Regions from separate parts of the Mus musculus genome. Here regions 1, 3, 4 and 5 are each linked to region 2. The links are chromatin contacts, called in public promoter capture Hi-C maps. All regions are on one chromosome and are shown on one strand. The core of a region is the stretch at or near the end of the contact, and the rest is flanking DNA. Distances in the headings are between cores, read along the strand shown.

Region 1 (5,461 bases), core at 202-2,701, 4.5 Mb before region 2:
TTCAAATTTAAAAATTCAATATGCTTTTTAGCATTTTTTTGTTGTTGTTTTCAAGACAAGTTTTCTCTGTGTAGCTCTGGTTGTCCTGGGACTCATTCTCTAGACTTAGGTTAGCCTCAAACCCTCCTGCCTCTGTCTCTCCCCAGAGCTGGCATTAAAGACCTATGAGGCCACCACCCTACTTGACATCTTTAGAAGTGGGGGGAAAATCCCATTCAGTTAGGAGCAAGTGTGTTCTCTCACTTGTTTAGCTGCTCATTTCAAAGTGTTCATAATCCCCTTTGCATTTTTTCACTTCCGGTAAATTTTCCCTAGTCTCAACCGGCTTGCAATACCCGTAGGATTCTTCCCGTGAATATGACAAGAGCTTGTTTGGATTATTCAGCTGCTGGAAGATTGGGTCCACTCCCAGGGTTTTGGTCATTGCGAACATTCTGAATAGCCCTGCTGTAAACATCTCCACGCAAAGTCCTCCTCTTTTCGGATCATTTCCTTACACTTGGACTTCCTTAAATGGCCTTACTGGGTCAAAGGGGCTCTGTGAACAGTTTTATAGCTCTTGGCACATAGTTTTCCGATTGCGCCCTGAGAGGATCTGACCAATGGCTAGGGGGCAAGGAGAGGGCAGGAATGCGGAGAAGCAGCCCCTCTCTTTCACTCTCCAAAAGCAAGGGCCCCGCGGATGCAGAAGCGCTTCCTTATTGCCTCCTGTTCCCTCCGCCTGGCCAGTGTCTAAGGTCTAAGGCCAGGCGGGCACCTTGGTCAGGGAAGGGCACAAAGGTTTCTGAGAGTTTAGGATTTATGACCCGGAGGCAGAAACAACTCCTCCAGGCCTCCCAGCTCCGGGACTCAACAGGATTCAAACGAGTCCCACACTCTTAGCGCGGGCTAGGGGCGCGGCCTCCCCGCCCCCTGGGAGCCCCAGGCGCAGGCCTCAGGCGCACCAGGCCTGGGAAGGGCGCTGACCCGGGGCGCAGCAGTTCGGCGCGGCTTGCATAGCTGCGCGCTGAGTCAGCGGGACACAGCGGGCGGGGGGCGCGGACGTCAACTAGGCCTCTGGGTCCGGCCGGCGACGTGGGACACACGACGGGGACCACGGGGCACCGCGCTGCCATCCGTCCCGCCTCCCAGTCCCGCGAACCGGCCCGACGAGGCAGGGAGACTAGCCAGGCGGCGGGAACGGAAAAGAAGCCTGGCTGCTCAGCCCGGTGGCGGGGCGTGGCCGGAGGCCAGGGGCGGGGCGTGCCGCGGGGCCGCGCCGGGGTGGGCGGGGCGGGGCCGGGCCGCGCGCAGCCGACCGCGGGCGGAGGGGCTTGTGGGTAGCGGCGGCGCGCGGCCGAGTAGGGACGCGGCTCCGACTGCGTGTGAGGGGAGCGGGCGTGTGGGCGCGCGAGGCGGCCGGCGGCGATATGCGGGTGGACGGGCGACGGCCCTAGCGGCCTGAGCCCCGAGGGCGGGGTGGTGCGGCGCGGGCGCCCCTTCCCCGCTCCCGCCCGCCGGGTCCTGGCGAGCTCGCTACGGGCCGGGCGGCGCGCGTGCGGCTGAGGGGCGGGGACGCCGTGTGCCTCGCTGCTCCCGGCCGGGCCGGGCGGCTCCTCAGACAGCGGCGCGCGGCGTGCCGGGGCGGAGGTTCCGCGGGCGGCGCTAGGCCCGGCGAAGCGGCATGAGCCGGCCCCCGCCGACGGGGAAAATGCCCGGCGCCCCCGAGACCGCGCCGGGGGACGGGGCGGGCGCCGGCCGTCAGAGGAAGCTGGAGGCGCTCATCCGAGACCCTCGCTCGCCCATCAACGTGGAGAGTCTGCTGGTAGGTGCGGGCTAGGGAGGGAACTCCCCGCCCTGCCTGGTCCCCCCTCGGCCCACCCGCCCCGCTTCCGGCTGCCCGGGGAGCTGGAGACCCAGGTTCCAGAGTGGAGACCCCACCTGGGATTCTCGGGTCCACCTCCCTGCCGAGCGAGTGTCATCTCGGCCGCCCCCGTTCTTGGAGCGCGCAGGGAGGAAACACCCCTGGTCTCCTTCCCGCCTACCCAGTTGGTTTGGGGCGGAAAGGTGGAGGATTGGCTGTGCTTCCTACACTGGGCTACCCAATTTGAAAGTGTCACGCAGTGTGGGAGCTAGGGTGAAAACCCAGGGAGAAAGAAACCCGACGCTCTTCCTATTGGGAGTACCACCGGGGGCACACGACAAAGAGCTCGTCAGGAAGCTGGGAACGCACAGCTAGCTCAAGTTTGCTGCTTTCAGTTGCTCTTGGACATTCCATAGTAGCTATTTAGTACATTTGAATTTATGTAAATTAAATTTCCGGAGATTGTTGCTCTGAAGCCAAGAAATGAGTCTGAATTGTAGAATGGGATAAATCTCTCCCCTTCATCTTGTCTTTCCCATAGCATTCAAAATCCAAATTAAGAGCCTTGGAAAAGGCAGCTAACTGGAGCTCGGTTAAGAAAAGAACACGATTTACAATAAATGCCATGTAGAATGCTGGTATACTTCTGGTCGTGTTGAGGGAAGCGATTATGCTTGGCAAACGAATTTGATTAGTGTGCACCTAGAGTTGCATTTATGGGAAAAAGTGGTGTGAACGTGTACCCTGAGGAGAAGTCGGAAAAAAAAAAGATACTCCGGCTATTAGCTTTGGAGGTCTAGACTTAGGGTGGGTGATCAGGCATTCTGTGCCAAAAAGCATGTCAGACCTGAGCTCTGCTAGGAGAAGCCTAGTGACTCTGTGATGAGAAAAACTGTCTCCTCCCTTTCCACTGACTAACTTTTCTTCTGAGGCCGTTGGTTATCCTTTGAGGTTTCTGGAATCATTTGCAGAGTGACTCAGTTCTGTTTGGCCACAGCGCAGGAACTGACTAGAGTGTGGGTATCGCTCTATAGGATGTGTAAATATAGAGATTTTGACTTTTGGGGGCGGGGGGAGTGTTTTTGTTTGGTAGTGGGTTCCTGTGTTCTTGTGGGACGTATTTTGGAAGTCTTCAGAGCAGGATTGCTTGGAGTTCATAGCCTTTTTGTAGATAAAGCAAAGCTTCTCTGGTGTCACTGCCAGGATTTTCACTTTGGTATTTTGCTAGCAAAACTTTGATCCTAGGCCAGAAAGTTCAGTTAAAAATAGTCTCTGTAAATCTCAAGTATTCACCAGGATCATTTTCAATCCCAGATAGAAATGTTTTTACATTTCACAGTCATCTCTTGTATTATTAGTGATGTTAATTATCATTATCAGGGTCATTTTGAGCTTGGAACCAAGTTGTTTATACCTGTGACATGACTATTTTGTTTTATTAAAATATTACCTAAATTATTACACGTGGCCAGTAACAGTTCCTTCATTGAGTGCTTCATACACCACATTTGTTAAGGTGACATATTACCCTTAGGAGGGTTGACATCAAATGCTGATTTGACCGCAGGCTTATTGCTGCTTTTAGTTGATTACATGTCATTGAGAATCAGGACAGGTGTTATTCTAGAGTGCAGCGTATGTTACTAAGCCAAAAAATGCCGTTTATTCCTTTAGAGTGAGGTTCCTGATGCCTCTGTTGCACATTCATAAAAGTTGAAAACATCATTAAAGTTGTAATAATATCCATGTTATGTAAATTTTATCATGAAGTTTTAGAATGAATTTTGTGCTGGGTGGTTTTATGTCAACTCTACACAAGCTAGAGTTATGGCATTTTCTTACTTAGTGATTGATTCGGGAGGGCTCAGCCCATTATGGGTGGTGCCATCCTTTCGCTAGTGGTCCTGGGTTCTTTAAGAAAACAGACTGAGCAAGCCATGGGAAGCAAGCCAGTAAGCAACACCCTTCCATTGCCTCAGTATCAGCTCCTACCTTCAGGTTTCTGCCCTGTTTGAGTTCCTGTCCTGACTTCCTTTGATGAGGAACTGTGTGGTATGGAACTGTAAACCAAATAAACCCTTTCCTCTCCAAATTGCCTTTGTCATGGTAAAATTTTAATTGTAGTAGTAGTATACATAAACCTTGCCATTTAAACTGTGTTGAAGTCCACAGTTGGGTGATGCTATGTGCATTCCCTGCTGTGCCAGTGATCACTGCTATGCATCCTCACAGCCTTTTCATTCTCCAGGTTGTAACTCTGTAGTCTTTACACTGATACTATTTTTAAAATTATGTTTCTAAAAATGCTCACAAAATAATAGCTGTTACCACTTTAAAGATTTGAAATCTTGCCATGAGCTTTTTTTCACAATTAAATCATTACTTTACTTAACATTACATTTCTTTTGGTTTTATTCTAGAAAACATACCTTTAATAATCTAATAAAAACAGCCTGAAATTTAGTTACTGTATTCAAAAGCTTAGAAAGCACCATTGGAAGTTGTGTATTGCTAAATATGGCAAGTGATGATGAAACATACCAGAATTTTCTATAAAACGTTTTCAGTAAGCTAGGCAAGCCATTCATAGGAAAAAAAGTTACATGAGATAGCATGTAAGGTTTTAGTCCAGTGTATGGCATATCTTTACACTCATTTTACGTCTCCTATGTGCATTTGACAAATTTTTTGCTAGCTTTATGTTTTCTTTGAGATGGGAAATGATTTTTGTTTTAGATATTATTACAGTTTTCAAGTGCATGCAATTATCATTTTGAGTTTGCTGTCATAAGTACTAATCATTGTCAAACATATATATGGCGCTGAATTTCAGGACTATCAGTGTACAAACTAAATTATCTTGTTTCTCTGCAGAGGCTATTTACTTTATTTGCCCTTAAAATACGCAATTCTTTTGAAATTGTAGATTGTGAGCTGCTTGGTATTATATAAAAATAGTTTTGAGAGATACTTCTGAAATTAAAAAACAAGCAACATCTATCTTGTGTGTTTGAGTGTGTGCATGTGCCCTGCCATGTGTAGAGGTTAGAGGACAACGGGTGGGAGTTGGTTCTCTCTTCTCATGTGGGTTCTAGAGGTCAAACTCAGGTCATGGGGGTTGTCAGGCTTGGTGACTTGTAAGTACCTGTATCTGCTGAGCCTCTTTTGAAGGTCAGTAATTTTGAAATATTTTAAAGGGAGGATCTTAAGTGATAACCTTTGGTAAGTTCCTGTGTTGTCAGAGATCCTTACATTGCTTGCCTGATGTGTTTTACTTAACTAACATGTATGCTGGAGAAATGTCTTAAGGTTTATGCCTTGGGATTTTATTTTGTTATTTTAAAGAGTATGTGGCTATAGTAACCTATATAGTACCTAGGCTTTTGTGAATGGATAAAGGTGATCAAACATTTATTTACAATTTCACTGGGCTGAGAAACAAAATACCAATTAAAAATTTAAATTTACATTTCTTTATTTGTGTGTGTTGGGTGGGGTGTTTTGTGTCATGGTACAGGTATGGAGGTCAGGGAACAGTTTACAGGAGCCAGTTCTCTCCTTCCACTGTGTGGATTCCAGTAATCAAACTAAGGCTGTCAGGCTTGGCAGCAGCTGCCT
Region 2 (5,455 bases), core at 957-3,456:
AAATAAATAAATAAATAAATAAATATTTTTAAATTTTTATGATTTGTTTACATTGCTGAGAATCAGTCTAGAGATAATGTAGTTTTCCTCTACACTGGTATGACTCCCTAGGATTCATGTTTTTCTTCCTACTCCTGGTCAGGAGAATGGTAAGAAGGTGTGTCAGAACGGTGCAAAAAAAAAAAAATCACTTTACTGTCTCAAATGCAAGAGAATAAATTCTTTATAGCATCCTTAAAATGAAGTATGTCCTTATCTCTATCCATCCTGAAATTTCTTCCTTCAGATTCTATCAACTTAGATTTCAGCACTTTCTAACTAGCTCCTTTGCCGTTCTCTAAATTTGTCACATACATAACCATTTAAAATGCAAACACACAAGAAAGTTATTTGGATACAAACATAAAACACATTCAGTGTCTACTCCAGTCAACCACAACCCTGTTTAGTAAATAAGACGAAAACACAAGGTAAAAAAACCAACACAAGACTGGGAGTGATGGTGCAAGGTCTTTAATCCACCTCTTGGGTCAGAGGTAGATAGATCTCTATGAGTTCAAAACCAGCCTGGTCTGCATTGTGAGTTCCAGGCCAACTAGAGATACATAGTGAGACCCTGTCTCAAAACAGACATTTAAAAGAAAGGGGGGGGGGGGGAGGCGGGGCTGGAGAGATGGCTCAGCAGTTAAGAGCACCAACTGCTCTTCCAAAGGTCCTGAGTTCAATTCCCAGCAACCACATGGTGGTGGCTCACAACCATTTGTAATGCGATCTGATGCCCTCTTCTGGTGTGTCTGACAGCTACAGTGTACTCACATACATACATACATACATACATACATACATACATACATACATCTTAGAAAAAAAAACCCATAGGGTTTCAATCTGAATAATAAAATACTATAATGACATGATCGTAACTTCACACAATTGGGAACACGCTGTTTCACACTTTGTTATTGATTAGCTGAAATGCCTTAGATGGCAACATTTGCAAGCTAAAAGATTCTAAGACACTTGCTAAGTTCCCTATCATCAAAACTATTTGACACTTTGTTACTGATTAACTGAAATGTCTTAGCCACTTTTGCAAGCTAAAGGATCCTAGGATAGCGAGTAAATTGCCTATCGCCAATTTCAATTCAAAACTTCTAAAGCATGCCTTTCCTTAAAATCCAATCTCTAAAAAAATTAAAGTAGAAACCCTAAGTTTCTAGGCAATTTAAATGGGTTATCCCTGGTGATCTGTTAAAAATTGCAAGGAAAACATTCATCTTGACAAGCCAATTCAAGAATTGGCTTGGAAGTTTGAGCCTCGCTCTCTCAGCTAAGCACCTCTCCAACAAGACGGATGATCTCGAAATCCAATGCAAGATTCCAAATACAGTCGAAAAATGCAAATGAAACTACATCAGTCGCCACCTTCCAACCAGGTACTGCATTCAGTACCTCCTACATATAACTTCAAGTTAGCCTCTGAGAGCCAACAAGTGGTGGAGAGCTTTGGGACTGTCCTTTCTTCCCAGGGTCTTGCTTTCAGCAGAAACACCTAACACCTTAGATTCACTTGTTAGCAAGTAAAGGACCTCGACCAAATCTCACACTCCACAAACGAACCATCCATGTGCCAACACCTCTTTTCTAAATATTCCAGAAATAAACCTGGGAGAACTTGCCCGTCCCAGGCCCTCGGTCCCTATGGGAGACCCCTCCAGGATTTCCCTCCTCACTGAGAGACAAGCCCATCTCTTTTTCTCTCTCTAAACACCGAGAGCCACACCCCCCTTCCTTCACTTGAAAACTTCGGGACGCGCCACGGGAGCCCAATATCCCGCCCCTAGCACCCCGGCGCGTCCCTCCAATCACTCTGGGGTCAGATAAGTCAGTTTGCTCCCCGAACTCTTTACCAAGTCGCGGATGGGAGCCAGAGCCTGCTTCCTCCGGAGGTCGGGGTGCCAGGACGAAAGGCACCAAAGTGGTCAGGATGAGGAGACGCCGCCTCATGTTCCCGTCCACCACCTCTCTGGGAAACCTTCTCCGAAAGAGCGTTCGGGAAACTGCTCACATTGGGAGCGGAGGTGATCTTCCCAGCACGGCCCTGCAAACTTCTCCCTCCCGCGCCGCCTACAGGGAAGCTAGGCTCACGTCCCCGGAAGTGCAGGCGGCGCTCGCTGAGAGCGGCTTAACTCGTTTCCGGCCGCAGCCGGAGACCACCCCGCGGCCCACAGCCGGAAGAAGGGTGCCGTAGAGCATTGTGGGAGGCGTGGCTCGCCCCGCCCCGGCGCGGCGCCGGCAGAACGCCATCTTCTGGGCTCTGTTCCTTCCTGGTCCCTCTGGGGCCTGCTTGGCGCCTTCCTGGCCTTCAGCTGGCGGCGTCCTGACTCGACCCTCTCTCTCTCGCCTCTGTCCCCGGGTGACCGCGGGGAACGAAGGTGGGAGAGGATGGGCAGGTCCTTAGACAGGTGCGACCTTCTTCGTGATTAAAGTCCCCTTCAGCGTCTTTATTGAAGGGTCTGTGAAGTCTGGCGTGGGGTCAACTACCTGCCTATGGGATGGGGGCGTGAAGTCGGCCACAGTGCCCTGGAGATCCGCCCCACGCGGATCGGGTGTGCTGTTCGGCGACTTGCTGCGGGAGACTAGGTCTCTTGTCACTGAAAATGCTCAGGGGACTGTACATAGACTTATGCAAAGACATTTATTTGCTCCTTGGTTCCTTACTCTAGGCAGTCTCCTAGTGAACAGGAGCGACCATCTACCCCCTAACTCTTGTAGTTGGTTTCCCTACTCGACCCCTTGTGGTTTTGCGGTCTTTTTTTTTTTTTTTTTCCCTGTGTTATTGTTTGTGGTACTGAACATTAATAGCCCTGGTCAGATTTCAAGTCGTCTTCCAGAAAAAGATAAACTGATTTAAATTTGTTCGTTGTGGAATGTCTTGCAACATTTTCAACAGTTACTGACTTTGCACATTTTTTTGGGGGGCATGTTAGCTAAACTAGTCTGTACAACCGAGGTATAAACACTTTCACTAGGTACACATTCAAGGAATACCTAACCAAAAAAGAAAGTCACCCCCACAAATTAGATGCCAGCTTTTTTTTGTTTTGTTTTGTTTTGTTTTGTTTTGTTTTGTTTTTTTCGAGACAGGGTTTCTCTGTATAACCCTGGCTGTCTTGGAACTCACTCTGTAGGCCAGGCTGGCCTTGAACTCAGAAATCCGCCTGCCTCTGCCTCCCGAGTGCTGGGATTAAAGGCGTGCGCCACCACCGCCCGGTAGATGCCAGCTTTTTAATAATAGAAATGCTATGATATTTCTCTTGAGTGTCCAGGCTCCATGTCCCCAGGTTTGTAACTTTAGTTGACTGCAGATTATATTGTTTGTGTCGCCTAGCTTTTGTGCAGCTGAGCTATGTTTAGTAAATGCTATTTCAGTGGCACTCAGCCTTCCTAATGCTTTGGACCCTCTACTACAGTTCCTCATGTGTGGAGACCCTGAACCATAATTGTTTAATTGCAGCTTCATGACTATAATTTTGCTACGGCTATAAACGGTAATGTAAATAACTGCAGGGTACCTGATAATGGGACCCTGCACCCCCCAAAGGGATACTGACCCAAGGGGTTGAGTACCACTGTGCTAGGTTTTTGGTTTGTTGGGTTTTTTTTGGGGGGGGGAGGGGTGTCTGTTTTTGTTGGGTTTTTTGTTGTTGTTTTTCGAGACAGGATTTCTGTGTGTGGTCCTGGCTGTCCTGGAACTCACTCTGTAGACCAGGCTGGCTTCACTGTGCTAATTTTTAAAAAACTCCTGATCCACTTTATCATAACAAGTTTTCAGGATAAGTCCCAATTTTAAGTAGTCTTCAACATTCACAAGTCAGTATTCAAATTAAGATTCCAATTTGAAATTCATCTTTGATTTGACAATAGTCCATATCTTTAGGATAAAATAACTCCACCTGGGGGAGATGAAGAGCCAGAGGAACATCTCAGAGGGCCATGCTGGATAAAAGCCTGCAGGGCAGAACTGGCACCTACAGCTTGGTGGTGACCCATGCCTGCCATCCCAGCACTAGGAGGCTGACACAGAACAACAGCCAGGGCTATGTTAAATCAAGAGTCCCAAAACTGACAGTCGAAGCCTGACCCTCAAGGGTTTATTTTTGGGGGATTTGTCCTAGCAGGGGGAAAAGTGTGATGGGCTTTATGAGCTAGGCTCATTTTGTAACCCTGCCCAGGCCTTCCAGCTTCAGCCTCCCTGTCGCTAGGATGATGGCATGGGCCATCACACTTGGCTACAAGCCTTTATCTTAGTCTTTTGTTTTTGTTTTTTTAAGAGAAAAAAATCACCCCCATAATATCTACCCACTCACTGAGCCACCTTGAAGCCCTAACTGTCTCACCCTATCTGTCATAAAACCTTAATTTGGATGCTTTTTTCTGCTGCTGAATAAAGTTGATAAAGCTAGCCCTTCAAGAAATATGAATTCTCAAGTCTCAAAAAAAAAAATGCAGCTTTGTGGTGAGAATTTTAGTTTCTTTAAAAAACCAGTTAGGAGAATGTTTTGTTTTAATCCCAGGTGTGAGATAAGAGGCTGCTTCACAGCAGGTGATTAGGATTTGCCTCAGGCACTAGCAGGGGTGTGATCTTTGCCACCTGCAGATAATTTAATTCTGGGGACTGAGGTATAAATGGGAAAGTCCCCGAGAGGGCCTGTGGTGGCTTCTGCTTCCCATTGACTTTGTTACCGATTGTCAATTGTCCCTGATCGATCAGAGACAAGAGGAAACTGGAGATATCCTGACAACCAAGATTGGACAGCCCCAAGAAACTCAACGTTCCTACTGAGCAGGAAGTAGCCTATAGAGGTCTACACCCCCCCCCTTTGCCCTCTATCCTTCTCTCTCTTACCCAGGAAGTAGCCTACAGAGGTCTATACCCCCCCCTTTGCCCTCTATCCTTCTCTCTCTTACCTAGTGAGGGTAGGGGGTGGTTGGAAGGGATCAGGGTAGAATGAGGCTTGGAAGGGAGGTAGAGGTATAAGAACCCAATAAGACAGTTAAAAAACAAACAGCCGGGCGTGGTGGCACTCACCTTTAATCCCAGCACTTGGGAGGCAGAGGCAGGCAGATTTCTGAGTTCAAGGCCAGCCTGGTCTACAGAGTGAGTTCCAGGACAGCCAGGGCTATAAAGAGAAGCCCTGTCTCAAAAACACCAAAAAAAAAAAAAAAAAACAACAACAAAACAAAAACAAAAACTGCACCAATACTACTTACATATGACTGTACAAAGTTCAAGTACCAAGAACTCATTTCCAAGGTTTTAGTCCAAACAGTTCATACAAAAGCTTTTTAGAAAGAAAAAAACAGAAAAACAAACGTGGTACACAAAACTGCTCAGCGAGCCCGACTGACAAACACATTTGTCCCTTTGAGATAGGGTTTCATTTTTCCTAGG
Region 3 (5,933 bases), core at 268-2,767, 3.7 Mb before region 2:
AGGGTTTCTGGGTGTCTGAGTGAGGCCTCCCTCTTTTGTGTTGAATGAGAACAAATAGGAGACCACAGAACAAAGCAACCCGCCCTAGCTAACAGGATATCTGAAGGCTTCTGCCTCAGCCATCCACTTTCTGGGAACCTCCTACCTGTAACCCTAGATACCTGTGTGGTGCTGTGCTACAGAAAGGGGCAGACTGACCTCCCGTGGGGTCTTTACTGAGAAGGAAGCGATCATGGCCAGAGAGACCCAAAGGTTAGCCCTCGAAATCAGTCAGGTGGTGCGCTGTTAACTCTCACAGCTGTCATTCCCTTGAGCCCTCTGGGTTTAGTTTTGCCTTTCTGCACCAGAGGCAGGGAGGAGTGGAGAAGGCCCCAGAGCTCCACCTCCGAGCTGCTCTACTACAGGTACCCCTGGCAGCCTCCTGAATAGTAGGAGTTCACTCACATGTTTTTGTGGAGGAGGATTTGAAGGAGGGATTTGAGTTTTTCCCTAGAGACGCCAGAGAGACAGTTTCATCTCTGCACAACAGGCTCGCCCAGCTCCTCATATAAGCTGTTTCTGTGGTTACCTGTCTTCTGGGATATTTGCAGTGGGTGGGCATGGCAGGTGCGATCTGCCAGAGTATGCTGGGAGTCTGAAGGAAGCACCACTGGGACCCACAAGGCCAGATGTCCCTATTATGGGAGATGTCAACCAAGCCCCCGCCTCCTCACCAGGAAACTGAAACCACACTGAATGTCAGGGAGGCAAAGACCCCAAGAAGGATTCTGGATCTCCTCGTTGTCCAGTTTATTGGTGAGGAAACCGAGGCTGAGGGAATCCAAGGGTTTTCTTGGCAAGATGGCTGGATGAGTTAGCAGAAGTAATTACAGCTGGAACGTAGGTCTTCCACCTCCAGGCCAAGCTCTTCTCTTAAACCACGCGCAGGAAAGTGGGTGACAGATGCACACGGGACTGATGTGGAGAGGGAGGAGATCCTTGCAGGCATCCCAGATGGTCCTGGGGAGCCTAGGGCAACTCAAGCCTCTTTTCCACTTCCCTGGCCATTGGGACTGTACTTCCTTCCAAGTACGGCGGGGGCGGGGGCGGGGGCGGGGTGGGTGGGTGCTGGCGTAAGGCCGGCCCTTTTGGGCACCGCCTCTCGGCCTCTCCCCACCCGCAGGCCAGAGGCCAAGGGTTAGGGAGGTGGGGCCAGTGCTCGGCCCCTCCCCTGCTCTCCTTCCCCTTCCACCCCCCCAGAGTCTCCCCGTCCCGAGTCCCAGTGGCCTTAACACCCATCGTATCCTCTGCTGCGCTGAGAATCTGCGAGTGATCAGGGAGCTATATGGACCAGAGTGGGCGCACCGAGGGTCCAGCAGCGGGTGTGGCAAAGGGCGGGGGCGTGACCAGGCTGCGGCTGAGGCGGGGCTAAGACTGGGGGCGTGGTCGAAGCAGGAGGCGGGTCCGTTGGAAACTTGAGTGCCCGCCCTTGCGATGCGCCCCGCCCCGGCCTCCGCCTCCGGGTCCCGCCTTCTCTTCCCTTCCTTCCCGGGCTGGCGGCGGCTGCGGGTGGTGGACCTGCAGAGCGGCCGTCGCCCACACCTCGCTCTCTCCTGGGCCGGCGGATCCTTTTGTCTCTCCGAGCGGCGAAGGTCGCAGAGCAGGCGCGGCGGCTGCGGGAGCGCAAACGCCCGCTCTCTCGGTCACCTCCCCAGCCTCGGCCACCGCAGAACTTGGGCTCGAGAAGCCAGCGGACCGCGTCCAGCTCCAGAGCCGGTAGGAAAGGGGAAACTGCGGGACTGCGGGGTTGCATGGAGGGAGCGTGTGTGACCCGCTCGCTGCGACCCGGCTGTGAGTGAACGGGTGTGTGTGCGCCGGTACTGATGGTGCCTGTTTCTCTGCGTAGTGGGCTTGCAGCTGACCGCGGACGGTGGCGTGGCTCTAGAATGGCGTGTCCTCGTGGGGATCGTTGCGCTCGATGGGATGTGCACTTTTCAGACTACGTTTGTGGAATTGTGTGTCAGGGCACAGTTGCCGGTGGGGATGGGGACTAGTGCTGGCGGGGTCGAGGGGGGAGCCGCTGTGCGCAGAGTGGGGGTGGCGGGGTGGGCGTGGGCGGTCTGCCCGGGCAAGCTGAGCCCCCGGTTGGTGTCGCTCCGCGCAGTGCGTAGCTCAGGAACCTGAGGGTACGACTAGAATCCGATGGGCAAAGTGCCTGCCTGGTGGCAGCGGGCGTTGACACCCCTCACGGGGTGGGGTGGGGGCGGCAGGTCCACAAGGTTCACTTGGATAATTGTGAGCTTTGATGAGGGATGGGGACCCGCTTGGCTGTGTTCAGCTCTGGGACAGTGGGAAAGACCAACCCAGCCCTGGCCTCGCCGTGACCCGCCCTGAGACCTGAGCCTGACTGAGATGGGCCACCTTTTTGAGTCGCAGTTGGCGTCTGTATCAAGTGAGGGCGGCCCCTCAGGGGCTATCTTGACAGTGTGAGAACGTACTACACGTAGTTCTTGACCCAGAGTCTTGCGCACAGTAGGTGCTCTTCATTGGATTCTCATCTCTTTAAATCTTTTTCTGCCTTTATTGAGGATGACGCTCTCATTTCCTCCTATACGGTGGTTTGTGCCTCCTTCCTTGATCTAACTTCACAGCGAAAGCTTGGAGAGATTGAGAAAGTTTAGGCGGCTGGGTGCGTTGCCTTCTCTCCGCACCTTACTGGCTGCTTGACACGGCCTTCGGGTGTGCGGGGAGCTCGCAGCGTAGGGCGCTAGCCCGGAAGGCTCCTGCGCCCCGGCAGCGTTCCGGAAGGCTGCGACTACAGACTCGCGAGCCCTTTTGTTCAACAAGTGCTTGGAGGATGTCGATCTGGAATTAGAGTTGCGTTGAGAAAGTGGCCGGCTCTGTAGACTGGCAGTCTGGGGTTTCAGGAACCTTTCTTCCCGGCCTGGTCATTCAGGAAGCCACCCTCTATTCTAACCACTAACAAGTCCACCCAGAAGAGGGTGTTCGCCAGGACTCCAAATCCTGTTAGACACCCTCCACCCCCACCCCCAAGCCCCGCCTGCCTTGACTCCCATGCAGTCAGCCTGATACAGGAGGATGAGGTCCGGGTGGCACCCTCCTTCCAATTCCACCCCTTCATTTAAGAAAACAAATGTATTTAGTATTGAAACCTGGTAAAACTGCACTATCCTGAATATGCATACTGATCTTGGCAGTTCAGCCTACCCCATTTCAGTATTTGCACTGCGCCAGGCAGAGGGGCGGGCATGGGGCTGCGTCAGGGACCTGCCAGATCCCTTGATTATTTCCCCTCCCTACCTTGTTGTTCTCAGGATCCTTCCCTGTTTAAAAACAGCTTTTAAGCCAGGCTCTCGAAATGGGGCACTGGTGGGAATGCTTGCCACCTGCCTTTGTATGGGATATGTTCCAGAGTCCTGCATGCTCTGTGGTGCTCCCTACTTATTCTCTGTAAGAAGCTGGAAGGTTTAGCAGGTGTTGTGACATTGGAGCAGAAACCTCCGGTTTGGGTCCTTTGATTTGTCTCCTGAGTCCTGAGGTCTTTGAGATGATGGCCATCCAGGGATGTCATAAGCTGATTTTTAAATCCTGATGTCAGGGACTCACTTGGAAAACCACCTGTTCTCAGTCTTATCAAATGATTTATATCCTAAAGAGAAAAAGGCAATTGGTTGGAATCTTATCTCCCCCAAATCAGATTCAATAATCGTTTTTTAAAAACCAGTCTGGCTTTCTCAGCTCAGAAGACAGACCAAAAAGCTGTCTTGTTTTGTTTTGCCTTCCTGGTTAAAGCCAGCCCTTTGTCTCAAGCAAACCAGTATTTTGGCCTTCGATCTATTTCTGTTTCACTTTTGAAAGCGCCTGTAATTACCACGCTCTTGAGGTTTTATTGGATAATGTGCCAATAGGAAGGCCCAGGGGCTGTGCCTCTCCCTGTAGTGGGATGTAGTGCCACAGCCTAGCCTTACCTGCTCCTTTGAGCCCTACTTTGACACTGTTCCCTAGGTGGTACATAGCTGTAAATGTGTCATAATAGACCAGGAGCCATGACTTTGGGAATGGATGTCTGGAAAGCTGTTAGCTTTTGGAGAGACTAGAGCAAGTGGACAGCCCAGAGGAACAGGGGTTTGCCCAAACTGGCCAAATACTCAAAACCAATGGTATGCTGAGAGGGGAGATTGAGAGGGAGGGAAGGAGACAGGGAGAGGCAGGGAGAGGGAGGGGGAGGGGAGAGGGGAGAGGGAAATTGTTTTAGACTTCAGGTACAAGGCTATGCAGAATCAGAAATTTCCATGCAGGGGAAAGGGAATGGGTTCAGGCCCGCTTGCTGGGCCAGCTCCATTTTCTAAGGAGGGCTGTGTTCTTCTGCTAGGTGGTCGACTTGTACCTCTTAGCCTTGGAACTCAGTCCTCAGAATCTCAAGGGTTGCCTTTCTCATCCAGTTCCATACTGACCAGACAGCAGGATACTTTCATATGCCTTCCTCCCAAGCTCCTTCTAAGACGTTAGATTGTGCCTTATAAATGGTGAAACTCTTGAGTTTGCCTACAACCCAGCGATAATCCCAGACCCTCATGGGGAGCCCCAGCTTTTGTTTGGCAGCTCTGTTCTTTATCTAGGTTGGGATCTGGTTTGTATTAGACCACTTGCATTCCAGCAAATCCCAAACCATGCTTGTTTGATGTGTGGGATGCTGGCCCAGGCTTGTTGGGGGATTATGTATGTTTTTTGAGTGTTTGTCAGGGCCTGATGTTATTGTGCTTGGGAATGGAGGCCCTGGGTGGAGTTAGGATGAGCTGACACTTAGAGATTTTAACTGTGCTCTGCTTTGAGGCTCCCCACTCCAACCTACAGTCTTTGGGACTTCTTCAGGGTAGCTGTGTATCCGTAAATCCCACATCGTTTGTGTAGCTAGCTCTTTGGGGGTTGGGTTCTTACTCTGTGGAGGATGTAATATATGGAGATATTGGGATGGGCTGAGGGGCTCCCTTAGTGCCTCTTACTCTATGTAGGGAAGGATAATGTTCCCTTCCATCACTTTTTACCAAAGAACAAAACTTGGCAGGCCAGGCTCTCATGGAGCAGAGCAGGTTTTAATATATAGCTTCAGGTAATCAATATAGTTTGACAGGTGGGACATTTCTTAGGTGCTGTTGAGCAAAGTGTGAGGCTAAAGAAATTTTACACATACACACACACACACACACACACACACACAAACACAGGAGAGCCCTACTTTGACCATGTAGGTTCATGTAAAAATAAATTTCCAAGGCAAAGCTCGACACCTCTGCATTTATGAGCCATGACTAACTGAAGCCTCCCTTCTCCAGCCTCTCCTTCTGCCACCCCAGGGCAGGTGATAGGGCTTCTTAGAGCTCAGTTCCTTTACCTTAACAAACCCAACACACCCTGGCACCTGCTAACCTCATGTGCTTGCCTGCTTCTGTATCTGTTTCTTTGTGGTGTTTTAGGTACAGCCTAAGTTGGCAAGCAGCCAGGAGCCTGGGGGTGGAGGTGTCAGCTCAGCTCTACCTGTCCTCAGTCCTCAGTCCACAGTGTTCTCCAGGAGCCAGCAATGGGTCTGTGACTAAGAAAGCTCAAGACTGGTAATCACACCATGGTGAAGAGCCTGTGATCCTAAAGAAAGGAAGAAAAGGGTGGGGATGTAGCTCTGTGTTAGGTCATTTGCCTGGCACGCATGAGGCTCCAGGCCCAACCCCCTAGTACTGCCAGTTACATTTAAAATGGAAGCAGGTGGGGGAGGGGAACTCAACACAGCTTTGGTGGATTTTGCTTCAGTATCTTTGGGTCTCCATTGAAACCATCCATTGCTCTAAGTCTGCTTCAGTCAACGACGAGTCCCTCAGTAGAAGTAGTATAGGCAGTACACCTGCCAGGTCCTCCAAACTGTCGGTGACACACAGCTGTCC
Region 4 (5,573 bases), core at 171-2,670, 4.0 Mb before region 2:
CCTTTTGCCTTCTCTGAAGTGCTGAGACTGGATGCACACACCACCATGCCCAGCCTTTTTCATTCTTCCCTTTTTTAATACTACAGAGATGCCAAGGTTTAGATCTTCAATATGGGAACCAGAGGCAGAAACGGGCTACTCTACAGATTTAGCCAAGGTGACTATGAAGACAGCATTGAGCTAATAAAAAGTGCATGGTGGAACAGTGAATTAAGGAAGCTGGTTTTAGAAGTAGGCAGTCATGGTGCTGGCAGGCAATTGTGGTGATAAATAGATCACAACTAAGGTCTGGAGGCCAGAGAATTTTCTAGTTTTGAAGACACAAAATAACTTTTGATTGAGTTGAGATATTACACGCTAAGTTTTGGGATTCTAACCTCTTTATACATTTATTTATTTATTTATTTTTGTTGAGACTGTAATCCAGGCCTTGGTAATTCTCCAGTCTCAGTCTTTTAGACACTAGAATTTTAGGTGGGGGTCACTGTGCCTCGCTTGGGAATTGGCAATTCCTCAGTCTAATTTGGAATACGAGCACAAGAAGGTACTGTTTCAATCACCTAAGTCAAAAATTCTTGAGCACATCTATGGGTGATCCCAGAGGAAAGATCAGTCGTCCCAGAAAGGAGTGAAGCAGCTGTTTGAACTTTAAGGGGCTGACAGGGACCTGCAACTCAGCACAAGGTGGTCTGAGTGGTGTCTACATGGCACCATCTTAAGACCTGGGAGTCCGGGGACTGTGCCAACACTACTTGATAGAGAAACAGCACAGAAAAGTTCTGTAGCAGATCGCTCTGCTCAGAAAGAAAAGGCTTCCACCAGAGTACAAGCCTTTGCAAAGCCAGCAGGAACTAGTGAGCCATGGCCCAGGGGCAAATGAAGATGAAAGCACCCGACCGTAGTTGCCGAGAGGGCTTGAGTGGACCCTGACTATGAGAGCGTAAGTGCCTATCAAAGAGTCGACTGGAGCCAGGGTTTGATAGTGGTTTCACATGACTTTGGAGAAAGCATTACTTAACCATTCTCTCTTTCCCAGACTCGTCTTTTCATAATGTGTTTGGAAGAGGATATAGAGAAAGACTGGCGAGGGTCCTCTGCTGTTAGAAAGTCATCCCAAGGCCTCTGATGTGGACAACAGAACTTCCTAAAAATGGTAAGTGGTTATAACTGTCACATTCTAGTCTCAAACGATATCAGGTTCAAACTCACTTCCCCATCTCATGCTTTCTCGTACGATTTTTCTTTTCATTTTCGCTTTTTCCAACCCCAGAGCACATCTCCCCGGACCCGCTCTTGCCGCCTCTAGTGCCTCCGCCCTGGGGCAGCCTAGTGAGCGCGCACTTCCGGAGCCAGGAAGTGCGTCATCAGCTCGCGCCAGTTCCCGCACGTTGTGCCGGTTCGCCTCGGGTTTGGATGCTAGGGTATTCGGGTGGGCCGGCGTTCTGTGACTGCGTGCCGGGCTCCGGCTGCTCCGCGCTGCGATGCAGGTCTCCAGCCTCAACGAAGTGAAGATTTACAGCCTCAGCTGCGGCAAGTCTCTTCCCGAGGTGAGTTCTCGCCCCCTCGCCATCGCCCTGGGAGCGTGTATCTCTAACTTACCATCGGCTGACCGTGGTGGCTGGTTTTATGTCAACTTGACACAAGCTAGAGTTAACTGGAAGGAGGGAATCTCAATTGAGAAAATGCCCCCATAAGATCTAGCTGTAGGACACTTTCTTAATGATTGATGGGGAAGAGCTCAGCCCTTGGTGGTGCCGTTCCTGGGCTATGGCTCTGGGTTCTATAAGAAAGCAGGCCCAGCAAGCCAGTAAACAGTACTGCTCCATGGCTTTTGCATAAACACCTGCCTCCAGGTTCTTGCCCTGTTTGAGTTTCTTCAGTGATGGACCGTGATGTAGAAGTGTGGCTGAAATAAACTCTTTTCTCCCCAAGATGCGTTTGGTCATGGTATTTTATCACACTATAAAAACCCTAAGACAAGACCGTTGTTTTGCCTGCATTGGGTTCACGTGTAAGAACGTGCTAACTGTTTAGAAACTACTCTCACGTGCTTTAATTAAAAACCTTATTGCCTGAAAACAGTCAGAGCAATACAGTCACAGACTGCAGAGAGGAGGACTGTGGCTCACCCTTAGTCTGTTTAAAGTCTCATCCTGTTCCAAATGCAGACTGCCTTGGTGTATACTTAGGGTCTAGGGAGGTGAGTTCACATGTTTAGAGATTATTTTGCCATAACTAGTAAGAATAGTACATTGACTTTTCCCTTTTAGAAAGGATTTTTTTTTCTATTGGGGGCATTTAACCTCAAATTTATTGACGTTTTAAGCTGGACAAGTCTTGTTGCTAGTGTTGTTTGCCAGCATCCCTGGTCCATACCTACAAGATCCAATTGTGATGACAGACTAAAATGTAAAGACTTGCCATAAGCCATCTGGGAAGCAAAATTGTCCCGGTAGAGACCCAGCCACTCAGTGTCACGATAACTGACTAGTGCTTTGGTTGCTGTTCATTCAACTGTTGCCTGTAGAAGAAAATCAGCTTCCAGTGAATGTGCTGGTAAAAACCACTTCTTATCCAGGGTCGTCTATTAGGCCAGTCATAGGTCTGTTTCTATTCTTTGTAAGAAATACATTTGGCTGGCAAAGAGACACGTTTATAATCCCAGTGCTTAGGGCGCTGAGACAGGACATTTGTGAGCTTGTGTTCAGCCTGGGCGACAGAGCTTACATTGTGTGACTCTATCTTAACACAGGAATATGCACACACATTGGGTGCACTCACTCCATATAGAAATTAAAACCCATCATTTCAAGAGTTTGCATTATCTTAGCTTAGATGGATTAATTTTATGCTTTTATAATTCTTTGTAAAACAGATGCTTTAAAATTGTTTAGTATATGTAAATATATTTTTTAGAAAGTCCAGAATATGAGGGCTGGAGAGATGGCTCAGCACTTAGATTACTGACTACTCTTCCAGAGGTCCTGAGTTCAATTCCTAGCAAACACATGGTGGCTCGCAACGGTCTCTGATATGATCTGATGCTTCTGGTGTGTCTGAAGACAACAACAATGTACTCACATATATAAAATAAATTAGTCTTAAAAAAAAGCTGGGAAGTGGTTAAGAGCACTTTCTCTTCTTCCAGAGATCCTGAGTTCAATTCCCAGCAACCACATGGTGGGTGGAAATACTTTATTCTGGGATCTGATGCCCTCTTCTGGTATGCAGGCATACATGCAGACAGAGCACTTACATACATTAAAAAAAAAAAAAAAAAGTGAAAATCCAGAATATATGTTATCATGGAGTTAAGATTATAGAATAGTCCTACTTTTCATTTTATTATTTCCTGTAAGCATACATTTTCTCAAATGAACATTATTTTGCATGTGGAAGATAATTTAGGTGTGTTTTAAAGTGCACTGTCTGCTTTCTCGTAGTGGCTTTCTGACAGGAAGAAGAGAGCACTGCAGAAGAAGAATGTCGGTGAGTATGCAGGGTGCTCCAGCTTGTCATCTGCCTGTGGGCAGTGTCCTCAGTTCTCTGGCTCTCAGGCATGGGCTGTGGGAAATAAGCTTTTTGCCTTCTGTCTTTGGCATTGTTGGCCACTGTTCTCCTGGTGGTGTGATGTCCCCCTTCCGGTTAACAAGGTAGCCTCTCCCCCTCTTATGGATGGCAGCGAGGCTCCTGGGTTAGAGACACAAACTTCAGGATGCACGACATGGCAAGATGGCAGGAATTTCAGCATGTTTATCCCAGTTGTCCCTTGAGTCAGCATGGTTTGGATGAGGCCTGTACACAGTGGGTCTACGTTTCACAGAGGAGCCCAGAGGTGGGAAGCCCACTGTTTTGGTAGCAGGCAGAAAACAGGCCTGCCCTTCTATGACCTCCTTTGTCAAATTCCTCAATTGCCAACAGCCCTGAGACATGGCTCAGGTAAAAGTGGTCAGACTCTTGCAGGACTGCCATACTCAGCAAAGTGGCCCAAGGAGGACTGTCGTTCAAAACAGTTCTGTAACTGCTTTGTTCCTAATGTGTCAGAAGTTTTATCTGTTAGTTGAATCTCTGTGTTTTGCAATAGACAGACAGTAAAAGTTTTCTTTATAAACAGAAGAACTTTGTGTGTAAAATGTCTGGATGTAAACAATGAGACCCATTTGTAACTCACAGTTTATTCCCATTAAACATTTTCCAGTTCAGGTTGCCACGAAAGGAAGCTTACCTTCCTGAAGATTTCAGATTTTAGCTGAATCTCTAAAAATGGAGAGCTAGGAGGGTTTCAGCATGAGATTGAGATCTTTTGGCAAGCTTCTTGGAAAAAACGGGCTCTATATAGTACTAAAGTCGGGTAAGAAGTGAGATTTTTAACTTGGAGGAAACAAATGCTGCCTGGAGCTTACAGACTGGGGCTTTATCTGCTCCCCTTCCAGGGCGTTCACGTGTAGCAAAATGGATTCAGGTTATTTATGGGAAGAAACTGTTTTCTGGCCTGCGCAGGACTAATAGGTGTCTAGCAATTCAACTTGTTCAGTATTTGATTTTTTTGTTCCTTGTGATGCCAGGGATTGCACCCAGGGCCTCAACATGCTAAGCATGCTATTTAGCACTATGGCACATCCACAGGCCTTCCTCTAATCTTAATATCTGGGTTTTATATGCAAGGCATAAATATGTCATAGATAAGCTGTGTTCACAGTAGTGACCAGTCAGAATTCTTACCCTGGTAGAGAAAAATATAGTTTTTTGAGAGTAGGTCTTAGTGCTGTGGTCCACAGAGGCTGCACTAGGTCTTCCTCTAGCCTGGGCCCTCTTGGCCACAGAGAGGCAGAGCTAGCAGGCAAGCATCAACTCTACGCTAATTTCTTTGATAAGCCTAAGATTTTGGAGGCTATGCCTAGATATGTTTAGTGGAAATGCTGTATTTTGTTGCAGCAGTGACTGATGATGTGTTAGTGTTCCTCCTTGACTGAGGTCTTTAAACTCTTTCTGATTATCATTGTGGACTTTTCAGTTAAAGAACATGTTCTTTCTTTTTAAAACATGAGAAAAAAGTCAGTTTTCCATTACGGTAGCAGAGTACCTGAGGTAACTCAAAGGAGGAACGCTTTGTTTTGCCTGTACAAGTTGTTTTGTTGCTTTCAGGCCTGTGGTGAGGCAGCACCTAGTGGTGGGAACTCATGGTGGAAGGGGCTGTTCACTGTTTAGCATCTAGGAAACAAGAGGAGATGGAGCAAGTGAATATCCTATAGTCTCCTTTGAGGGCGTGACTCCAGTGACTAAGACCTCACACCCCTCCCCCAAAAGTTTTACTACCTCCCAGTTAAAACTGGGCCCAGGAGCCAGACCTCTGGACACTTGGGTCCCTGGGGGGTTTCGGATCCAAACTGTTGCCTGGTAGGAGCGAAGCAGAAAGCTGGGTGGGCTGCTGGGGTCGTTCTCAGGGCTGGGAGCCGTTGGATTGAATCCTGCTGCCTGCAGTAGCTGTGCCTGTCCGGCATGCCCTGTGCTCCTTCTCTGATGCTCGTGTGGAACAAGTTTCCATCTCTCCCCCTTCCCTCTTGGCAGATGTT
Region 5 (6,043 bases), core at 2,497-4,996, 3.8 Mb before region 2:
ATTGCCCAGGTATCTTGAGTTGTGCACCTTTAGCAAGGCAGGTGCTAATTTCCTTATGTGGCCTAATATTAGGAATCTCACTTTAGTCTGCTCTCTTCCTTTCTTTCCTTCTTTCCTTCCTTCCTTCCTTCCTTCCTTCCTTCCTTCCTTCCTTCCTTCTTTCTTTCTTTCTTTCTTTCTTTCTTTCTTTCTTTCTTTCTTTCTTTCTTTCTTCCTTCCCTCCCTCTTTCTTTCTTTCTCTTTCTCTCTTTCTCTCTCTCTCTCTCTCTCTCTCTCTCTTTCTTTCTTTCTTTCTTTCTTTCTTTCTTTCTTTCTTTCTTTCTTTCTTTCTTTCTTTCTTTCTTTCTTTCTTTCTTTCTTTCTTTCTTTCCAAGACAGGGTTTCTCAGTGTGAGCAGTCCTGGCTGTACAAAGCCCAGCTTTGTAGACCAGGCCAGCCTTGAACCTGCCTCTGCCTCCCAAGCACTAGGATTGAAGGTGTGTGCTACCATGTCTGGCTAGTCTGTTCTTTTCCTAGAAGACAGATATGACTTTGGATACGGATTCCTCCTCCTCTCTTCCTCTTTTAAGAGTCTATCTTGAAGCCAGGTGTGATGGCCCATGCTTTCAATACCCGCTGAGGCATACTGAGGCATACTCTCTGTGAGTTCCAGGTAGCTTATCTATATAGCAGATTCCTGGCCAGCCACACATACAACAATGAGACCTTATCTAAAACAAACAAGCAAGCAAGCAAACAAACAAACAATGCTTCAGGCTGCACATTTTCGGATGGGTCACGACAGCTAATCTCATCCTTGGGGAAAAAAAGGAGTTGTTAGGAGGGGATGAACCAATGGATGAATGAAAGCCCTGTCTTGACTTTGCCAATACCAAGTAAATGGATTTGTATACAATTGCTGGTTATTCCTTTATGCGATGTAATTCTTTTCCCATAAGGGGCCCTCTTTACATTTGTAACTACCCCATGTACTTGGGAGGTGGAGGCAGTAGCCATTCAAGGCTCTGCTCTGCTACACAGGGACCTGAGCTCCATGAGATGCTGTCTTAAAAAATAAAGTTAGAGCTCTTAGAACTTGGCCCAACCATCACTACTTGTAGACACTGAGCTTGCACCTCCAAGGAGGGGCGTGAGATTCAGGATTTTACCATGGGCAAGTGCTGAGAGTCCCTAAGAAAGTCAGAGACAGCCCCAGAATATAAGACAGTAACTGAGAACACCGCTAATAGCAGCATCTACACTGGTTTCATCCATCCTTCGGTGCCTCTGCACAATCTAGCACAAACACCTCACTGCATGTCAGGATAACATTCTGGACATTGGCATTTTATAAGGTCTCATCGCTTTACTTTGGAGAGACAATGGCAATGGAACTTGGGGCCTCAAATTGCCCCTAGGGAGAAAGGGGCAAGCACTCTTGTGTTGAGTGGTAGCCTAGCCTTTGTTGATTTTCTCTTAAGGAAGATGGGTAGGGAAAGGGAGGAACCGGTGAAAATAATATCAGTAATGCCACTCGTTTGACTAAGCCTGGGTTTAGTCACCACTGGTCTGTCTTCTTGAATGCAGGTTAGTAGTTGAGTCTTATGACTCAAGCTCAGCTGCTTTCAGACCGGCTTTGGGGACCTCTCCATGCTGGAGCCTGTCTACCACCAGCTAGCAGGGCCACTACCCCAGGAAATGGGCCCCTCCTTCCCTACCTTCTGTCCCCACCCTGACAGTCAGCTGGATCATGTACAAGACACCACCTCCCGAGGGTTTGGGCAGGAATTGGAATGTGGGTGGGTTGGTGCCATACATACATAGGCAGTTGTGATAGAGCCAGAGTAGTTTATAATTTGGAATGGTCTCCTGGTCTTCCTGACCAAGACCTGCGCTCTTCTTCCCAGGTAAGGTTTCCAAAACTAAAACACTATGATTATCTCCCATCACAGAGATAAAGATGCTAATTGAACGCTTGGGGCTGTATGTTCTTTGACTGGTCAAAACAGCTAATCTGGTCCTTGGGGAAGAAAAGGGTTGTTAGGAGGGGATCCCATACCCTTCTCCTGCTCTGCATGGTACCTTGTGACTGCTCCAGGATTATATAAAACTAAGGAAGAGCAGGGTGCCCAAGAGAAGAGTGAAATGCCCATCCCATCGTTGTATGGACAGCTTGCTTGATGCTTTTGTGGCTCTTGTTTCTTTCTGCAGAAGCCATGATTCAGGGAGAAGTGAATCACTCGTTCTTTCATTCACTCATTCAACAAATATCTATGGACTATGACCCAGGCTTGGAAGTGTGTACTAAGGTTTTTCCTCCCAGGACTTTGTGGTTGTAAAAGACCCTTGGGTACATGAGACCAAGGCTTGCACAAAACTGCACAACAGTTTGGGAGTGGAGCTGGGTTGTGGATTTTCTCTAGGGACCTCTGGAGAAAAGCCAGTGGGGTTTGTTTGTTTGACTTTGTTTTGTGATAGGGTCTCACTATGTAGCCGTGGTTGGTCTGGAACTCTTTGTAGACTATACTGGTCTCAAACTTAAGAGATTTAGCTGGTCAGAGAAGGAACATACCTTTAATCCCAGCATTCTTGAGGCAGAGGCAGGTAGAGTTCCACTAAAGCCAGGGCTAAACTGAGAGGCCAGGTCTCAAAAACAAACCACCCAAACCAAACAAAAAACAAATAAACAAAAGCCTGCCTCTGCCTGAGTACTGGGATTAAAGGTGTGGGTCATCTGGCCCTGCTCAGGCCCTTGAAAAGCTTCAAGTTTTTTCCTTTGCTGTGATTCAAGTTAGTTTTTTGGTACTGCTATGGTATCTCAACGTCTGGGCTGGGAGAGGGGTTTTAACTGAGAATTAACAAACCATTAACATCGTATACATAGTATACATAGTAACAAATTGTAGTGTTCGTGTGTTTTTCCAATACTGAATATGTAAGTCAGTCCCACTTGTTCTTTAACAATGTAACTTTGGTGGATACAAATTTACTGCCCAGACTCTGTTCGCATTCAGGCTTCTCAAAGTTGTAGCTACCCTGAAAGACAGAATAAGAGAGACAGCTGGTGGCTGTCCACCACCTCTTACCTTGTCCCTAACACGCCTTTCAATACGACCCTTGCTTAGATAGAAGGCGTACTTAGCATGCAACTGATGCCTAACATCTAGTTGGAAGCCACCAACATAACACGGAGTGGCCGGGTCAGCCTCCGCGGGCTTGTCTCTCAGCAAGCTTTCAGGCTTAGGCATACAGGGTCGTGATGCAGGGTCAGTCTGCGCCACCAAGTCTAGTCTATGTGGCCGGCGCACAGCTCACGGCCCATCCATCCTCCGCTTGCATCTGCGATACGCCTGCCCCGCTAGGGAATACCACCCCCTGAATGGAAAGCCGAGGAAGAATTTTGCTAGTCTTCCAGGTCTGGGTTCAGCCGTTAGGACCTGGAGAGGGGGAAGAGATTGTGTGCCTAGGCGGAGAGGTAGGGGGCGAGAGACTGGCGACCAGGTACATGTGCGCATGCACCAGCCGACTCCCGCCCGCTGCCCATAGGGCCCTGCGGCATGCTGGCAGCCAGGACTGGTGATGTGGTGCGCGTGCGCAGGCCTGCCGCAGGGCGTGTCCGACACGAGGCCCGGCGGGGAGCGCGGGGCGTATGGGCGGGTGGGTGGGCACGCGCTGCGCCCCGCCCCACTGACGCGCCCGGCCCGCGTCCCCCGCCTCCGGCGCCGGGACCCGGGTTGGCCGCCACGGAGTCCCCGCCCCTCCCCCGCGCCTCCCGGCCGGAACCGATCGCGGCTGGTTTGAGCTGGTGCGTCTCCATGACGACGTGCTCGGCGTATAAGTAGCGGCGCGTCGCACCGTCGGGCTTTGTCAGTCCCTGCAGCCGCCACCGCCGGCCGCCCTCAGCCAGCAGCTCGGCGCCACCTCCGGTCGGCGTCTGCGGCGGGCTCGACGAGGCGGCTGACGGGGCGGCGGCGGCGGGCGGACGGACGGACGGACGGGCGCTCCTCGGGGTTTGGCGGCGGCGCCTCCATGGGTCAGGCCAGCCGGGCCACCGTGCTGTGAGGTGAGCGGGACGCGGGAGGGATGTGCGGCCACGTGTCGCGAGGCCCGGACTGCGGCCGCCGGCAGGGGACACGTGGCCCGGGACCGGTGACCTTGCGAGCCGCCGCCCTGAAGGCAGCTGCTCCTGGACCTCGGCTGCAAGCCCTCGGATCCCCCCATGGGAGCCCTCTTCGCGTCAGCCGGACTCAGCGCTCCACTTGCCCGGGTGATGATGGAGGGCAAGCCCGCGGCAGGTGCAGGGGAGCGCGGCCGCGAGCAGCGGTCCTGCAGTTAGTTTCCTGCTGCTTTCTTTAGTTTCACTACGTGTACAGAGCAGAGGCGATGACCCGGAGTGGAAGTTGGTAGACCAAATTTAGTCTGGGAGTCACTGCTAATGAATACCCACCAGCTGTGACTTGGAATTAGAACTCCTTGAATGACTTAGTGGTTTAGGGGAAAACGGGTTCCCGGCTGTCCCGGAAACCCTACTCAGAATCCTCAATAACTGGAAAAAGTGTGGGGGGCAGAGCCTGTCAGGAATGTCTGGGAGAGGACAAAGAATGTAGTGGTTTGTTTTATTCAAACCTAAGATCGGGCAGACTTTGACTGATTGGAATTCTTTTCTGTTTTAATTGGCTTATATCTTCCAGAGTTACCTTCTTGTGCTAATTGTCTGACACGATTTAGCTACTTCCCATACCAAAATGTGTTAGTAACATTTTTCTTTCAGATCTTATCTATTATATTATTTAGGCAAAGCTACAGAAAGGCAAAACAGTATCTCAAAGCTTTTCGTGTTTAAACCGGAAGGTTGCCTGGAAAATACTTAAGACCTAAAATTACAAAGTTACTGCCAAAGCCCATTCATCAGTTGTAAATGATATACAACGAGTTGGCTGGCTCTCTTCTCTAGTCTTAACTTAGGAGAGGTTTAGGCAGCTAACGGAAGTTGACATTGCCAAAAGTCTCGTTAAATTAAGGCTTAACATGTTTAACCATGCATGGATTTGGATTTATGGCAGGCTCTTCCCCGTGGGCCTCTCATAGTGTCCCATGCTAGAGCAAATTGTGGCTCCTAACCATTGCCCAGCCTCCGTGCCTGTAGGCTGCAGGCACTGAAGTGGGTCACACAACGGAAAAAAACGAGTTTTACTTGGCCACTTGCTGTTGTCCATTTCATAAGGCCCAGACAGAAGCTTTTATTAAGAGTGGTGACCTTGCTTATTTTTGTTAGTCATAAAGTTGACCAAAAATGCCTTCCATATGGTTATTATCCATAACTAAGTGGATATTAGAAGGCATTTGAGGACAGTCAGGATCCCAGAAGTGCTCATTTTGTTAGGCAATATAGGCTTTGGGATACTGGTGTCTCATAATAGTAACTAACAATATCCTGTTGATTTGAAGAGTTTGGGTTTTTGTTTTGTTTTGTTTTGTTTTGTTTTAATGCTAGTACTGCATGAAAGTTCCTTATGGAAAATTTTGATGGATTGTTCACTGAGTTTGAGTGCTCTAGATAGATGATAATGACTGTATTCACTTAAGATCATTCAGCATAACAAAGTGGGAAGGAATAAGATATTTTCAGGGCTGCATGTAGTTACTGTAATGCCATTTGAAGTTTCTGAAGACCTGGAACGGCTCAGAAATGAAGCCATGTAATACAGTAATATTGCCAGAGTTAATGGGCTGTATGCAGATATGCTTCTGAGACACATTCTGTTTTGGAGAGATGTCCCATATGTATAGAGTTGTGGCATTCAGTTTTGAACAGTGGAATCTGTTTGGGGAGGGTGGTGTCTATTCACCTAGGCCCTGGGATTCCCACCCACAGTTCTTCCTGTACTGGCTACTTTATTTCACCTGTTTACTCTGGTGTATGGTTGCAGCGTGTAACCTTTAATGGTAAGATTCCAAGGGAGATCACATCTTGTGTTTCTATTCACTAGTGTTTCCACCACTCCAAGAAGGCAGCATTCAGAGTTCTTGGCTAAGTCGACCTTGTGAGGAGCTGGTGATAATT

What was found. Promoter capture Hi-C pulls out the DNA fragments that hold promoters and counts their contacts.
Region 1: a promoter capture Hi-C map of the HPC-7 cell line shows a contact between it and region 2. The contact joins the promoter of Rock2 here to the promoter of Adam17 in region 2.
Region 3: a promoter capture Hi-C map of cranial neural crest shows a contact between it and region 2. The contact joins the promoter of Hpcal1 here to the promoter of Adam17 in region 2. A contact is called at or near these places in 4 of 39 promoter capture datasets (cranial neural crest, frontonasal cranial neural crest, maxillary cranial neural crest and 1 more).
Region 4: a promoter capture Hi-C map of pre-B cells shows a contact between it and region 2. The contact joins the promoter of Nol10 here to the promoter of Adam17 in region 2. A contact is called at or near these places in 4 of 39 promoter capture datasets (the HPC-7 cell line, cranial neural crest, maxillary cranial neural crest and 1 more).
Region 5: a promoter capture Hi-C map of second pharyngeal arch cranial neural crest shows a contact between it and region 2. The contact joins the promoter of Odc1 here to the promoter of Adam17 in region 2. A contact is called at or near these places in 5 of 39 promoter capture datasets (the HPC-7 cell line, cranial neural crest, frontonasal cranial neural crest and 2 more).

The regions. Positions count from the first base shown.
Region 1 is chr12:16,893,527-16,898,987 of GRCm38.p6, forward strand. It overlaps Rock2 (Rho-associated coiled-coil containing protein kinase 2), which reads left to right and starts at 1,452. Exons shown (of 33, transcript NM_009072.2): 1 at 1,452-1,804. The coding sequence starts at 1,664.
Region 2 is chr12:21,371,426-21,376,880 of GRCm38.p6, forward strand. It overlaps Adam17 (a disintegrin and metallopeptidase domain 17), which reads right to left and starts at 2,207. Exons shown (of 19, transcript NM_009615.6): 1 at 1,911-2,207. The coding sequence starts at 2,007.
Region 3 is chr12:17,689,292-17,695,224 of GRCm38.p6, forward strand. Hpcal1 (hippocalcin-like 1) reads left to right here and starts at 1,518. Exons shown (of 5, transcript NM_001361645.1): 1 at 1,518-1,755.
Region 4 is chr12:17,347,073-17,352,645 of GRCm38.p6, forward strand. Nol10 (nucleolar protein 10) reads left to right here and starts at 1,421. Exons shown (of 21, transcript NM_001008421.1): 1 at 1,421-1,547; 2 at 3,444-3,489; 3 at 5,569-5,573. The coding sequence starts at 1,482. It overlaps Gm46336 (a long non-coding RNA gene), which reads right to left and starts at 1,330. Exons shown (of 2, transcript XR_001780553.2): 1 at 1,210-1,330.
Region 5 is chr12:17,541,127-17,547,169 of GRCm38.p6, forward strand. Odc1 (ornithine decarboxylase, structural 1) reads left to right here and starts at 3,747. Exons shown (of 12, transcript NM_013614.2): 1 at 3,747-4,042; 2 at 5,970-6,043. Gm22748 (a small nucleolar RNA gene) reads left to right here and starts at 5,020; the gene lies at 5,020-5,155.